Regions from separate parts of the Anser cygnoides genome. Here region 1 is linked to region 2. A link is a contact called in public Hi-C data. All regions are on one chromosome and are shown on one strand. Each heading gives the region's core, a stretch centred on a gene start, on an enhancer-like site or on the middle of the called end of the contact. The rest is flanking DNA. Distances are from core to core; before and after follow the strand shown.

Region 1 (7,366 bases), core at 4,210-6,709, 40 kb after region 2:
AGCTCCCACAGATGTCACTATTTCAATGCAACCTACTCATTCTTCAGAAGCAGAAAATGAGAAACATCTCCAGTCTGAAACACCTACCCATCAAGAGATTTCCAATTGCTTGTTCTATTTTCGAGAGGGTTGCCAAATGGAGAAGTCCCACTTTAGGAGCAGGGCTTCACACCTGAACGATGTACTGGACATCCCAGAAGGGAAAATGTCGAAGCTTCCAAGGACTGGTAATTTGAACTAAGAGCATCTCAACATATATACATACACTGCAGGAGACATGCATGGCTAAAGTGAAGGTTTTTTTTCTTTGGATTTACATATTTTCACAACCTACTTTAAAATAACCGAATGGCAGTGTAACATCTGCTCTGGTAAGCCTTCCTGCATTATTTTCAGGTTAAGGCACACACTGTGGATTCAAACAAGCAGCAATGGCACACTGAGGTCAGCTGAAGCTTGAGCTTTTTTTTCAACAGCAATGTTGTGCGCCGTGAGCCAGACTAAGTGTGCAGAGCTGAAGACAAATGAGTAGTAGCAAATTCCTCAGGTAATACCGTGAACTGTGCAGCTGAGGTGCTCAGTTCTTCACCAGACCCCCATCTCATCCATCGGCTCATGATAGCAACTTCTGCCCCAAAGGAAGCTCTCTCCTTTTGTCCTACAGCGGGGCTTGCTGGCAAAGACCTGCAGAGTCCCAGTGCTGAGAAATCAGCTCTGGCAGTTGCACAGCAGCCGTTCCTCTCTTGAGGCCGTGCATGGGACGTAAGCCACGCTTGGCAGGAGGGGGTTTCCCTTGCTGTAGGTAAGATGCTAAGCAAGGCTCAGGCTGAGGAGAATGCTACGCTCTGAGCACTGACTGCTTTGCATGGTGATGGCGAGAGCTGTGTGTCTAATTTGGGCAGCAGCAGATGGGTCTCTTAAGACAGCAAGAGACTGGCACTACCAGCAGAGTGAAGGGATAACGTGTTCCTTCTGCAGCAGAGATTTCACAAGTGACTCATGACTCTTCTGCAGCTCACGCTGGCATCACTTGGTCTCCATAACCGTGACTGCACATTTTAAAGGTCAGGATGTAAAGCTTCTTCGCCAAGCACCTCTGAGTCCGTATTTATTCTGAAGGATGTTTGGTGCACACGGTAGCTCCTTACAGCCTGACCAGGATTTTGTTCTTCTCCTGCTGGCATAAATGTAGAGATGGTGAAATAATCCAGCCAATAAATCTCTCAGGAGAGTTTGATTCCCGGGCGCTCGTTGCATACACAATTATCATGTACATGACTAACTCCAGGCAGGCCTGGTGCTTGGGCTCTGGCGTGTCGGAGCCACACCTACATTCCTCCTGCAGGCCCTCGTTTAAGAGCAGATTTCAATTAACTTTAATCAGATGTTTAAGGTGGCCTAGGTCTTTTCTTCTGCGTGTAGGTGTTTAAATTTCACTGCCCTACGCTTAAGGATGTACTTCACTGCGAACCAGAACAGGGGCTGATTTGGGCATGTGCTCGAATGGCCTTGTGCCCAATGGTCTAACTTAAGTAGGACTTCCCAAGACAGCAAAACCCCAGTGTTGGCAGAACTGTGCACACAGATTGCTTGTATGCACATGTCCATGGGCTCATTGTGAAAGCCCACAGCAATGGTTCACCTGAAATTCCCTGCAGTCACTGGCCTCTCTGCAATATCCGAAAGCCCAAAGCTGAATGCTTTTGGAAATCCCATCACTTTGTTCTCCCCAAAGTGATTTCTCACCTAGATCAGGCAGTAGCTTTCTGCGCATATCCCAGTTCCAGGTACAATGTATAATTCATCAGCACGATTCATTCTTACTTCAAATCACTGTGATCCAAATCAATGCAGACTGTCCTCTGTGGTGGTGGAATTTCCATCAGCGTAGGGAAAGTGCTGGCCAGAAGATGCAAATGATATGAGTATCCCAGTGCTAGTATATTCTTTGCTCTCCCTAAATTCTCTTGCTGTTATTTACTATTTTACACGGATAAGAGCAAACCAATACAGACTGCCATTTGTACCATGGGTTGGAACCCCGTGCAGGTAGGCAGCCCGCTCTGTTCACACATAAGCTGAAATCTTAGCAGCTTGGTAATGTTTCAGTCTTTCGTACATTTCTCGTCTGCATCCAGCTGAAAATAGTAATAATTCACCTTTGACAGCAATGTAAAAAAAGGGTTGTGGCCTCAGTTCAGCTTCCCTTGAACGGTGAACTGAAATTTGCAACCGTGTTTCGTAACATTGTCTTTATTGGCCAGCTTGCCACAGAGTCCTGGGACAGGTGACCTTTGCAAATGAATAACCAACAACTTTGACTTTAGAAATAGGCTTTCATAACGATGTTAATCCCAGGGACACACCCTCAGCCTACACTGAACTTATTTTCCAGTAACTTTAAATCCAAAGCTATGTGTAAACTATTTAAACTGTGTTTAATACAGTATATTTATTCCTGCACAGGGTGCAAATGAAATCAGGACTATGGGTCATCTTCTGAATTTCACTAGGTACATTAAGTCTGAAAAATGCATGTCTTCATTCCGCACATGCGTATTGAAAAAAATCTCATTCCTTAAACATAGCTTTAGCTTTCAAAACTGTCTAATAACGTACCATGAAATGATCTATCCATCATGTCTAATCTTAAATGATAAAGACTTCCTGCCAATACCATTTTAAATTTACTTGAAGAGGAAGTTATGGTATCAGATTTTAAAAATCAGTATTAAAGCAAGCACTTAAATACATTTTTCCGTTATTGAAAATATAATCAGGCTGCAAATTATGTGTTTGGGAAGATGGCTAAGTAAATGTCGCCATTTTATCAGTTGACTTGGTTTTTGACTGAGATCCAACCTTAGAGGTGATACTGACACCCTAACCCTTCCACATACCATCAGGCTGCCTTGCTCCAAGCCACTAGACCCCATCTGCACCCATTATGCACAGAGGAATATAAGCTTGTTCAGCTCATCCTGAAAAAGAGGACAAAGGAAAGAATAAATGAGCTCAAATATTCAAAAACCATTAAAGCAATAAGATTTTTTTTTCAATGTAATAACATATTGATTTGTCAGGTTTTGTTTTCAGTGAATTTCAAATTGTCGTGTTCTCAAGACTTTTTTCTTCCAGAGAGTCCTGACTAAAAGGTAATGATCACCTGTTTCACAAAAGGTAAGCTACTCAAAAAAACACCAACTCTCATAAGATAAATGGCAAATCATGAGTGAGCAAAACTGCTCCAAACCTTTATTGGGGATCTTTACTTGCTGCTCTAGTTAGGCTATTCCCTCCATATGTACCGCACCATAACTAGCTGGTGTGTAGCTGCTTTGAGTGATTTGCACTTGTTTTCCTGCAAGTCTATGGTATGCATCATGCAGAAGTCGCAGTTCTTTCTCCCATCTCCTCTAACATGCTATTAAGAAAATCAGATTAGAACATCTCAAGGGCAGCGTATCACAGCAGTGTTCGTGCATTGCCCCGCTGCTTTCTTCTTCCATTCCCAGCCCTGAGTTTCACTTTCATTTCCTCTGGATACTCAGAGTCCTTGTTCCACATTGTCCTGTTTCTTCTTGCTGCCAACTCCCTGAGCTACTGAAATGCTTCTAAGCCCACTTAGAGTATCTTTGTTTTCTTTTTGCCTTCTCACACCAGTCCCTTTCCTGTTTTTTTTTTTTCTTGTTTTGTTTTGTTTTTCCTATATTGCAAATCTGTTTTCCTCAGGTATCATAATTTAAACCATTAGAAAACCAGAGATACAAAGGGGCTGAGTTAATCAGGTTCTTCAGCTTAGTTGTGAAACTTAGCATCAGCTTGGGAACTATCACATCGGGATGGACGTAGGCACATGCTCAAGTATTTTCTGGACTTGGGGAGTGTACTTTCAACCATTACCCTCATGCATGTGCAATTTTTCATACCTTTGTGGACTTATGAATGGTTCAGTGGACTTTCTCTTTCTCTCATTGCCTTCTTCCCTCCCACCAAAATTAAATTCATTTTCCCCCCTCCATGGTGTCATCTGTTTGGAACTATGTCACGTTTTATTCGAATCACATATTGTTAAAATATGAGAAATGTTATTTCTAACACCCATACAATTTTAATTCTGATCCTGCAAATTCTATTCAGATGAAACAGCCGTTCAAAGTAGAGGCCTCTGGTCATGTTTCAGTAAATCCATGATTTCAGCTTAGTATATCTGCTGTGATAGTCATGGCTGATTTTATTTGGAAACAAAACAAAACAGAAAACTCGTAATAATGAGACAAGAATTATTGCTTCATAATGGTAAGAAAATATTATCTTGGGATATTATGATAACTGTTCTATTAACTGTAAGTATTTGGAGTGATTCATCGGTCCAGCCAGGCCCTAACCAGTGAACAGCATAGGAAGATAAAATGGAAGAATAAAGGGGTTTATGAGACCTCTTACACCTACTCTTCACCTTCCTGGTTCTGGGACTGATGAAGAACTGCTAGCAATCTGGGAGAAAACAGTAGAACAACTTCCTGCTCCCTGCTACATTTCTGCTGTCACAAGCCTTGGAAGAGGCCGTGATGGCAGTGACCATGGTCTGTGAAGGTAATGAAAGAGTGGAGTTAGCTGAATCGGGTTCAAGTCTATTTGTGTTACTAGAAGAGGTCAAAGCAGCCATTAGGAAAGTATAAACCTAACATATACTACCTAAAAGTTTATTTTTTAATAGAATGTATGTATGTGAGTATATGTACTCACTGAATATATATAAGAAATCAGGATATGGTTTAGTCTGTAACCACCACTGAAGAGTACACTGAAGGTCTGTGTCAAATCTGAACGATGCATGCAAGATTATTACAATCTGCATGACATTTACTTGGTTGTTTAATAAATAGGCTCTTTCATGGCAGCACAATCAGCTCCCGGACAGACAGATAAGGGGGGGGTTAGCAGCGGCCCTTCGTACTTTGTTGCTGTAAGCTGTTTAGGGACGCTGCTTTGCATAATTCTAATTAGCGGGCCACATTTTGTTCTTCACCGTGATGGGACGGGTTTTGCGATTCTGTTTTCAGTTACGCCGTCTTTATGTAAACGTGCGGGAGCCGGAGCAAGAAGCAAGATTGCTCGGGCTGTTCAATCCGATAACTGCGGGCTCCCCGCAGGCCTGGGAACAGAGCAGGGCGGCGGCAGCGCCCTCACAGCGCCCACCCTTAGGGAACCCTTCCTCCTGGCGGCGCCCCCCTCAGCACGCCACACACCCCCCGCAGCGGCCCTAACGGCCCCAACGGCCGCCCCGCCCCGCGGTCGCGAGCGCGCTGACGTCGGCGGCGCCGATAGGGGCAGCGGCAGGAGGAGGAGGCGGCGGCCGGGGGGGCGCTGCGGGAGCCGCCGCCCCCTCCCTCCCTCCCTCCCTCCGGCCCCCCCCGTTTCCCGGCACGCACCGGAGCGTTGCCCCCGCGCGCGCCTCTCCCGCGCCGGCAGGGCCGCGGCGGCGATGAGCGGCGGCTCCGCCTGAGCGCCGCCGCCACCCCCCTTCGTCCCCTTCCCCTCCGCGCCCAGCCCCGCAGCCGGGCCCCGCGGGACGCTGGCGGCCGCCCCTCGCCGAGGATGCTGAAGATGAAGCTGCCCCTCAAGCAGACGAGCCACAAGGCGGCGGCGGCGGAAGAGGCGGCGGCCGCGGGGCTGGGGCTGAAGGAGCCCGGCGCGGCCCTGGACTGTCACCTCCAGCTGCAGCAGCTGCCCCGGCCGCCGGCCCGCGGGGGAGCCGCCGCGGGGAGGGGGTGCGGGCCGGACAGGCCGAGCCAGCTGCACGGCTTGGGAACCGGGACGGGGCCCGGGCCCGGCCCGCCGCCTCCCCCCGCCGCCGCCGCCGCCACGCCGAGCGCTGCCGGTGGCGGTGCCGGCGGTGGGCCCGGCGCGGCGGCGGCCCGCACCGACAAGGAGACGGTGTACGAGTGGTTCGGGCTGGTGCTGGGCTCGGCGCAGCGGCTGGAGTTCATGGTGGGGCTGCTGGACCTGTGCAACCCGCTGGAGCTGCGGTTCCTCGGCTCGTGCCTGGAGGACCTGGCCCGCAAGGACTACCACTGCCTCCGCGACTCGGAGGCCAAGGCCAACGGGCTGAGCGACCCCGGGCAGCTCGGCGACTTCCGCGACCCGGCCGTGCGCTCCAAGCTCATCGTCTACCTGGCCCTGCTGGGCTCCGAGAACCGCGAGGCCGCCGGCCGCCTGCACCGCCTGCTGCCCCAGGTGGACTCCATCCTGCAGAGCTGCCCGGCAAGGCGGCCCCCGGCGGGCGCTGCCGAGGAGGAGGCGGCCGAGGAGGAGGAGGACGACGACGACGACGTGGTGGTGGTGATGGACGGCGCCGGGGAGAACGGCCAGGCTCCCCTCCCCGCCGCCCAGGGCCTGGGCTTCGGCGCGCAGGAGGAGCTGCTGCTGCTCTTCACCATGGCCTCGCTGCACCCGGCCTTCTCCTTCCACCAGCGGGTCACCCTGAGGGAGCACCTGGAGCGCCTGCGGAGGGCCCTGTGCGGGGACCAGGACGAGGAGGGCTTCGGCCGCCCCCGAGCCCAGGTAACGGCGTGCCCCGCGCCCTGCCCTCCCGCTGGGCGCCCTCCCCTTTCTTCGCCCCCTCCCCGTGATTTTCTAGGAGCCGAGGCGAAGCCCCCCCACCCCCGTGGGATGGGCAGAGGGCACCCAGAGAGCCCTGCCCCCCTTCTCTGTAGGGCCTGCTGCGAATGTGGGGCTGTGACGTAATACTGCCCGGTATGACGTAGTGGGGGGGGGGGGGGGTGCTTTTTCTGGCCAGCCATGCTTTCTGGTGCGCTGCCTTTAGAGCCCCCGTGTTGCTAGAGCGTAGGATGCAGAGTGCCCGTAAAGCTCGAGCGGCTGCCTCGTACGCTGCAGGCCGCTGAAGAAGTTGCACGATGCAGAAGTGCAAGCGGCAGCTTGGCTAAACTCGTAAAAATAATCATAACGCCAGATCGAAACCATACGGCCTGAGAGAGCTTGCTGCAGGGGCTCCAAACAATAGAAGGTGTTGGGGCAATTTTCACGTGGAAGCTGCTCTCTCCCCCCAAAAATGAGACTTGGCAAGGATCAGGGCTGTAGTTAAGGGTCAGCGGCCGCGAGGCTGGTTCTCAAAAGCCGCGTTCCGTGAGGTGGTTGAAGGCCTTTGGGAAGGGGTGGTAATCGTTTTACTAAACGAGCAAATTAAAATGTCACAACTGCAACTTCTGTTCAGAGAAAAGCTTAATTTCTGGGTGGCTGTCAGGAAGCAGCAGAGCACATCTTGAAAGCAGATGTGCCACTTGTTGCTGGAAGGTGGCTGTCACAGAGCGAGGACTCTCCATGAGTGGCACTGAAGCATTCT
Region 2 (6,874 bases), core at 2,014-4,513:
TTGAGTTCCTCAAAAACCACTCACAGCTTTGGCTTTTTTAGTCTGGTTTTCTGTAAATGTGAGGGTTATGAAATCACCATTCTCATATAGCTTCTGAACCTGCTCTCTGGTTTCAGCCAGCTTTAACAGCGGTAACAGTCTCTTTGAAGATTAAATGTTTATAAGAGGAGAAGGTTGAATATGAGCCCTGAGATTCTACCTAGGATTTAGAAAGGCTCTCTCCTAAGATTAGAAGAAACTTTAGTTGTGTTTGCACCTTTTTACATACCAGAGTCCTCATGAAAGAGAAACCTGGATCTGAGGCAATGCCAAGAATGCCAGACATGCAAAGTACTAAGCACACAGCCATCAGCTAAAGAAAATGGCCACGAGTCCCTTTTATTCCAGCACATGCTGAAATCCTTGTTCACACGCTTATGCGCTGCCTGATCCACATGGGATGTGGACTGAGGTTCCCTGTGTCCCAGGTGCATGCTGTCCCCACCATCCCACCTGCCAGTCTAGGAGCTCTGTCTAGCTTAGTTGTGGCAACACTCAAATCCTATTGCTACCAAAAAAAAAAAAAAAAAAAAAATTTGAGCAGGCAGTTCCTCTTTTTTCTCATAAATGTTCATGTAACGCCCTGCATTGGCAGCAGTTTAGATCCCCCAGGACAGAGGAGTGAATCAACAGCAATTAGTGGCTGGTGGCATTTACTCTCCTCCATCCTGGAAGAAGTAAACAGATGCTAGAAATGAAAGGTAGCAGATCCCAAATACCCATCATTACGGCATGACTGGCAGGAACTGAAGGGAACCCTTGAAGTATTTCCCAAACCTTTTTTTGTGGATCTCCAACCAAAAACATAGCTTCATGTGAAACATAGTTGGAAGGTAACGTCATGGGCTTTTGTATTTGTTGTCTTAGCCTTTTCCAGGTTAAAGCAGCCTTGTGTTGGTGTGATTTTTTTTTAATCTGATAATTAAGATTCTGCTTCCAGAGAGGCCTCCACAGATCAAGAAAGGCATAGGTTGTTCAGGGAGGTTATAAACCTTACAAGCAGTTAGGTTACGTAGGGCTTTTGGATGGTCTACAAGGAACAGCAGAATCTAGCAACTTCTAGGTTTATTTACCCTTAAGTGCCCTCTTGATGGCTGGTTGATGGATGGACTCAATGATCTTGAAAGTCTTTTCCAACCTAGATGATTCTGTGATCCTTAAAAGCTAGGAACAGTCTTCTCCCGCCATTGTTATTGTCCCCAGATTTTTTTCTGATCACTGGCAGAGTTCAGCCAGCCAGTCACAGTTTCACAGCAGAACAGAATTACACTTCTCAAGATTCAAATGCGTCAGTGCTGCTTAGCCCCGCCAGCTCCACACCAAGGAAACACCAAGACATTGCCTATTCCTCCTTTGTTCAGAAGACAACCTTCTGCCAGTTTATGTATCAAATACGTTTTTCTTTTGTGTGTCTTTCAGGAGCCCCCCAGAGATGCGTTCGTTGCTGTAAACATACCGAACGCCGTTGTCCCCCAGGGCTCTGAAGACATGCGTCTCCTGGGCCCTGCTGCCTGTCCTGGCCCCGGGAGCTCATCCTGTGCCGGCGCTCACACCTCGTGCAGTCACAGCAGCCCCAGCACGGCACCCTGTGAGGCCGGGGGGAACCTCCAGCAGCTTTCTGTGGTAACAGAGACCGATCACGACCATTTCCCACCTGTTCCCACAGAAGACGAATATATGGATAAAGATCTCAATGCTGCTGATTATTTATCTTTGCTGAGTCGGCCTGACAGTAAAACTGTGTCGTCGTTTTCAGAACCGGTGGAGATCGGGGAGAACGATAGCTTGAATCAGTGCTTTTCAGGAGTTGGGAGTACAGAGGACGTGTCCGTCTCTCAAGGCTCTGACTCCTTCTCCGATGCAGATGGTGCACACGCTGCCATGGACAAATATCTTCAGAAATCTTACCAACGTGTCCACAGTTGTCCAAAGGAAACAGACAGCAAAGACACAGATCGTTTTGCAACGAACCATGACTCAGAGAAGATCTGTGTAAGGTGTGGCATTTCATACCAGGAATCTCCCAGAAAGTGGAGCAAACCCTGTTGTGCTGCAGTTGACAGTGCCTCCACCTCCCCAGAAACTGGATCCTATGCACAGTGCACCTGTGGCTTGAATTTTCTCTCTGCTGGTCAGAGCACTCTAACAAGTGACCATGGTATGGAAGATGCATCTTCTGACGGTACCAGCACGAAGTACCAGAACACAAGCAGAAGCACTTCAGGGACAAACAGCAGCACTTCAGACCTCCCTCCAGCATCTGGTGAGTCCATTAGGCTTGACCTGTACGCAGTTGTATAGACTGTTCTCCGTGCTAGCTTGGTATCATCCAGAGGGTCTGATCTAGGAGTAGAGAAAAATGGCATGGTGCCTTTTTGCTTAATTGCCCTGACGCTAACCTGAAAGACAAAACTGAACTAGCAAGGCTTTTGGTTCACTGTGAATTCTGCAAATAGCGCGAGCACTGTGAGGGGTCATTGTCCTGCCATGATCTGACCAGCAATGCAGAACTCAGCGTCTGATGTGGCTGCAAAAGCCAGCCAGTCCTGTAACTCAGTAATCTTTGCTGCGGCAGGCCTTTGTATGACAGAAAACTTAGGAGAGAATGGTCACCTAGAGGCTGAGCTGAGAAGGGACAAGTAACTCTGATGGGTGTTTTTCCATTCAGCAGCCTGCACATGCATCTTTGTCCTTGCCGTTAAGTTGAGGTGCAGTTACAGTCACGTGGCCGTCAGTAAAACTCCAGCTGGAGCTGTTACCTGGTGGCCAGGGTAGGGTCTAAGAGACTGTGATCAATTTTTTGCCTTTAGCTCTTTCTCTTTGTTTTAATTTGCTAATATATAAACGTTCACCTAAAGATAATTTCATACATACATTTGTTTCTTCACATGCAAGCACTTTGTCCCAAAAACAGCTCTGAAACACTGATGTCACCAGTTTACTACTTGGCTACTAATTTACAAATCGAGTGAATATTGCAAAATAGTCGAACGAAAGCAGGGAGAAAAATCAGTGAAGCAAAACTAGCAGAAGGGAAGTTATGAGCATTTTCTGGATAAAACCTTCCTCCCTCAGACTTTTCAGTATAAAAGTCTGCAATCGTCTTGTCATGTGTTATTAGTCATTTTAGATTATAACCTCTTAAAGACAGATGCTCTGCTTTTGCATCTATGTGCTGCCGGGCGTAATGGGACCTTAGCTTTGACTGGGACATCTGAGTATTACTGTAATACACACAGCAATCGTAAGCGGTTGCTCTTCTTTAAAACCACATCATGCCTTAAGGCTTCTTACGCAGACTTTCTTGTCAATCTGCCAAAGCCCAAAAGTGACACTTTGAAGACCCGCAAGTGACATTTTGAGGGCCCTTCCCTTCTAAGCATACAAGCTGTGCAAGAACCTGAAAGCGTGCAGTGTTGATCTTTCTAAGAGCAGATACTCTTTCTACTGCTTCAGTTTCCTGAAATCTCGAAACAGTTTCGCTCCCTGATCTGTACAAAACTTAATAGTAGTAAAGAGCAGACAGATTTTATTTTTGTGGAAGGTGACTCTGAGGTAATACTGAAAGTCAAGTCTTATCTGGCCCTGCAGAAGTACTGCTTTTCTTTCTAAATCTCTCAAGAAGAGGAAGAGAAAATATTAAGAAACGTTAAGGCAAGCAGGAGAGTTTGGATGTAAGTGACATGCTGGGAAGTGCCATCTTAACTCGACGGCACAATTCTTTCTGTGTGATTTTAATTGCATCTGTGCCTTCGGGTGTGTACGTGCTACAGTGCCATCTGCTGTCACCTGAGCACAGATTCAGCGTTCCTAATTCGCCGCCACCGCGGCGTGACGGTGGAGGCACTGACCGAGCAGTGGGCAGTATGAGAGCATGGGTTTAGTTGGTAGGGAGCTAAGGTGCCTTGCTGGCAGAGGGTTTTTCAGCCCGTGGAGTGGCTGTGCCCTGCTGGTCACTCCTGGTTGCATGAGAAGGGGGAGCGGGCTTAGCAGTAGTAGCTTCCTCGCTGAAGCGCCCCAGCTCACATTTGGGGCTGTGTGTGGAGCTGTAGCAGCATCAGTCGTTTTGCTGGGCCCTGTGAGGTGCCCGGATGGGACAAATGTGCAAAATAACTTTCTGTGAAGCTTCTCAAAGCAGCTGTAGCCACCAGGCTTTGCACACAGTTGTGCTAAGACAGAACTGCCTGGAAGTGGGTGGGTGAAGAAATGGGAAGAAAAATGCCATGGGTAATTCCATGAAGTTTTGGTTTTGGTTCCTTAGCATTCAGAATGACAACAGAAGTTGCAGACTCTGCCCCTACTGTGAAATAACCTGAGAGGGCCAAAGTAAACCTCTGGACAGTTGCCGTTACAGGGGTCATGGACAGCAATTGAGGGAAGCCTTCAAGCACCCTCCCAAATCTCCCTGGAGGCAGTCAGAAGATGCAGCAGTCAGGACATGGATCACAGCCACCTCACGTCTCGTGTAGGGCTTCAGCGTAAAACACGAGTGGTTGAAGATTCATGTGACAGGGGACTAGGGGTGGTTTTGTGGAGACTTTCGCTTCCAGAGCCCAAACCAGCCTGGTTCAGCTGCAACAACCAGCTCCTACCACCCAGATGCCATTAGATGGCTCTGAGGAAATTAATTGCCTACATCGTTCCAGTTCCCAGTGAATAATTACCACAGAAATTAATCTGTCATTGTAATTAATATCATCAGGCAGTACGAAGAGATCGAAAGGCTGAAATTCTGCAGAGAAGTCTGCCTTCACTTGCCCTCTGAAGGTGTCCCTTATACTTTTCAGGTTGGAAGCACATTTCTTAGTGCAATCCAGGAAGCTCCTAGGTCCATTTTCTGTGCTTCTGTGCTTCACATTTACTTTTGTTTCAGCATAAACAGGAAGCAGTGAAGAATTGCTAGCAACATTCAACTAAACAATTTAAATGTGTTTATCCACTTTTTTTTTTTTTTTTTTACTCCATCACTTATATTTCCAAACTCTGAATCTCGTGCCGAGCACTGGTGAACTTTTGCAGTGCCTTTTTCTGAGTGGCAGGCAATCCGTATGAAAGCAAAAAGTTATTGCTGTCCTCCCGTGGTGCCTAACAGAGCCGTGCTGACAGCAAACAACCTGAACGCAGGGGAAGAGGCAGACAGGGAGAAGTCCCTGCGGTGAGCACTCTTACTGACACCTCACGGTAATCAGCAGTACTTGGAAAGACGGCAGAGAGCTATCAGTGAGGTGGTTCAGCTCAGGTAAATAGGATCGCTTGAGGGGGGCTGTTAGATGCTCCAGTGCTACCCAGACTCGGCTATGAGTGCTTTGTGTGAGGCCTTCAGTCGGCACTGCTGGCACCCAATGTGCACTGCTGGTGTGTAAACAGCACCGTCGGCTGCTGGGAAAACAGCTTTTCTCCGGGCTCAGCTGCAACCAAACTGTGAAGGTCTCAAGTGTTGAGGAGAGCATTGAGAAAATGCACAAAACGTCTGTGAGGGGCACGGTCAATCTGCAAGTCATGGTTAAGCGAAGCTCAGCAGGAAAAAAACATTTCTAAGGAGAAGTGTTCATAGGCTACAAGAGTTATTTATTTGGTTGTTTTGGTCAACTTTGTTTAATTTCAGGGAAGTTTGTTAGTTTGTTGTTGAAACTTTGTTCTCAGTTATTTTCTTTCCACTCCAAGGGAAGTTTATTAATTCCCAGAGCCTGGTCCTGCTGTCGCTTGAGTCAGTGACCCAGTCCTTGAGTGAGACAAAGATTGGATTTATACTGAGAAATCTCTAGCCGCAGGCAGACTTACTGAAGCCGTAACTCTGTTAGGCTGCTGTATTATAGACTCTCTTTTCCCCGTAGCCAACATATATCCCGTTAAATCCATGAGGGCACTGGATGAGGGCTGGAGTGTGCCTACGTGGGAGATGGGACAATACAAGATAATCGTATAAGCTCTGTGTCATTTGGACGCTGTGACTGCAAGGCCTAACATTAAGTCATTCAGGACTTATTCAATAAACCTGCTGCCTAGCCCTCACCATAGGAGTGATTGCTTACCAAGGGGGAAAAGGCAATGTGATGCCTGGGGCTCTAAAACGCATCTAAGAATTAGAAATGATAGCTGTTTCCTCACAAACCGCGTGTGGAGGCGGCCTGGGAGCAGCTCAAGCATCCAGAGGCCATGGGAAGATGAGGTTATCTCGCGTGCTCTTGCTTGCAGGAGAGCAGTGTAGAGAGAGAACTTTTCCAAATGCTGCAGACAGGCTCCCCGAGGGTGACAGGCGTCGTCCCGAGGCGGCACAAGTGGAAATCATGAGAGAGCCCCGTGGAAGGCATTGATTATAAGAGCATCCCTATGTCACGGGATAAAAATAATGGAACAAAAGTAAAGCTATCGCGGCGGATTACATTCACCGTGCTAAACACCCGCCTCATGAGAGAAAATATTAATCACGCCTGTCTTCTTTTCTCCCCCGCTCCTTCCCCAGGAAATGTGACTGGAAACAGTAACTCCACGTTTATTTCCAGTGGACAAGTAATGAATTTCAAGGGAGACATCATCGTCGTCTACCTTAGCCAAAACTCCCAGGAGGGGGCAACGGCCTCGTCAGGGGCGGCCTCGGAGAACGTGGGCAGCCCGGTGCAGGAGGAGAACCCCAGCCGCTGCGAGACCTTCGCCGGCAACGCGCAGCACTACAAGGAGAAGTGCGCCGAGCTGCACGCCGGGGGGGCCGCCGGGCCGCGGCACCACCACACGGCCACGGTGCCGAGCCCGGGCCTACGCCATGAGGCCTCGCAGCCCGTGCAGGAGGAGGGGAGGCTGGGACACTCCTCGGAGAAGGTGTTGAACTGACGGCCCG

Evidence for each region. Hi-C and Micro-C count contacts between places; a contact is called where the count stands out from the background.
Region 1: a contact with region 2 is called in a Hi-C map of liver, with 3 times the contacts expected there. The contact joins the promoter of ZCCHC2 here to the enhancer-like site in region 2. A contact is called at or near these places in 2 of 7 Hi-C or Micro-C datasets (both in liver).

The regions. Positions count from the first base shown.
Region 1 is chr2:82,578,124-82,585,489 of Taihu_goose_T2T_genome, forward strand. It overlaps ZCCHC2 (zinc finger CCHC-type containing 2), which reads left to right and starts at 5,460. Exons shown (of 13, transcript XM_066992532.1): 1 at 5,460-6,567. The coding sequence starts at 5,602. LOC106039942 (a long non-coding RNA gene) reads right to left here and starts at 5,324. Exons shown (of 4, transcript XR_001209581.3): 1 at 4,750-5,324; 2 at 2,901-2,981; 3 at 1,747-1,899; 4 at 1-1,174.
Region 2 is chr2:82,540,523-82,547,396 of Taihu_goose_T2T_genome, forward strand. It overlaps TNFRSF11A (TNF receptor superfamily member 11a), which reads left to right. Exons shown (of 10, transcript XM_066992527.1): 9 at 1,459-2,302; 10 at 6,503-6,874. The coding sequence ends at 6,867. Among named protein-coding and RNA genes, the nearest start is that of TNFRSF11A, 21 kb to the left of the region's middle. Within about 2 kb of position 3,264, at least 2 of the 3 cell types and tissues checked have open chromatin away from gene starts, as enhancers often do. A contact at or near this core is called in liver, where this site is marked.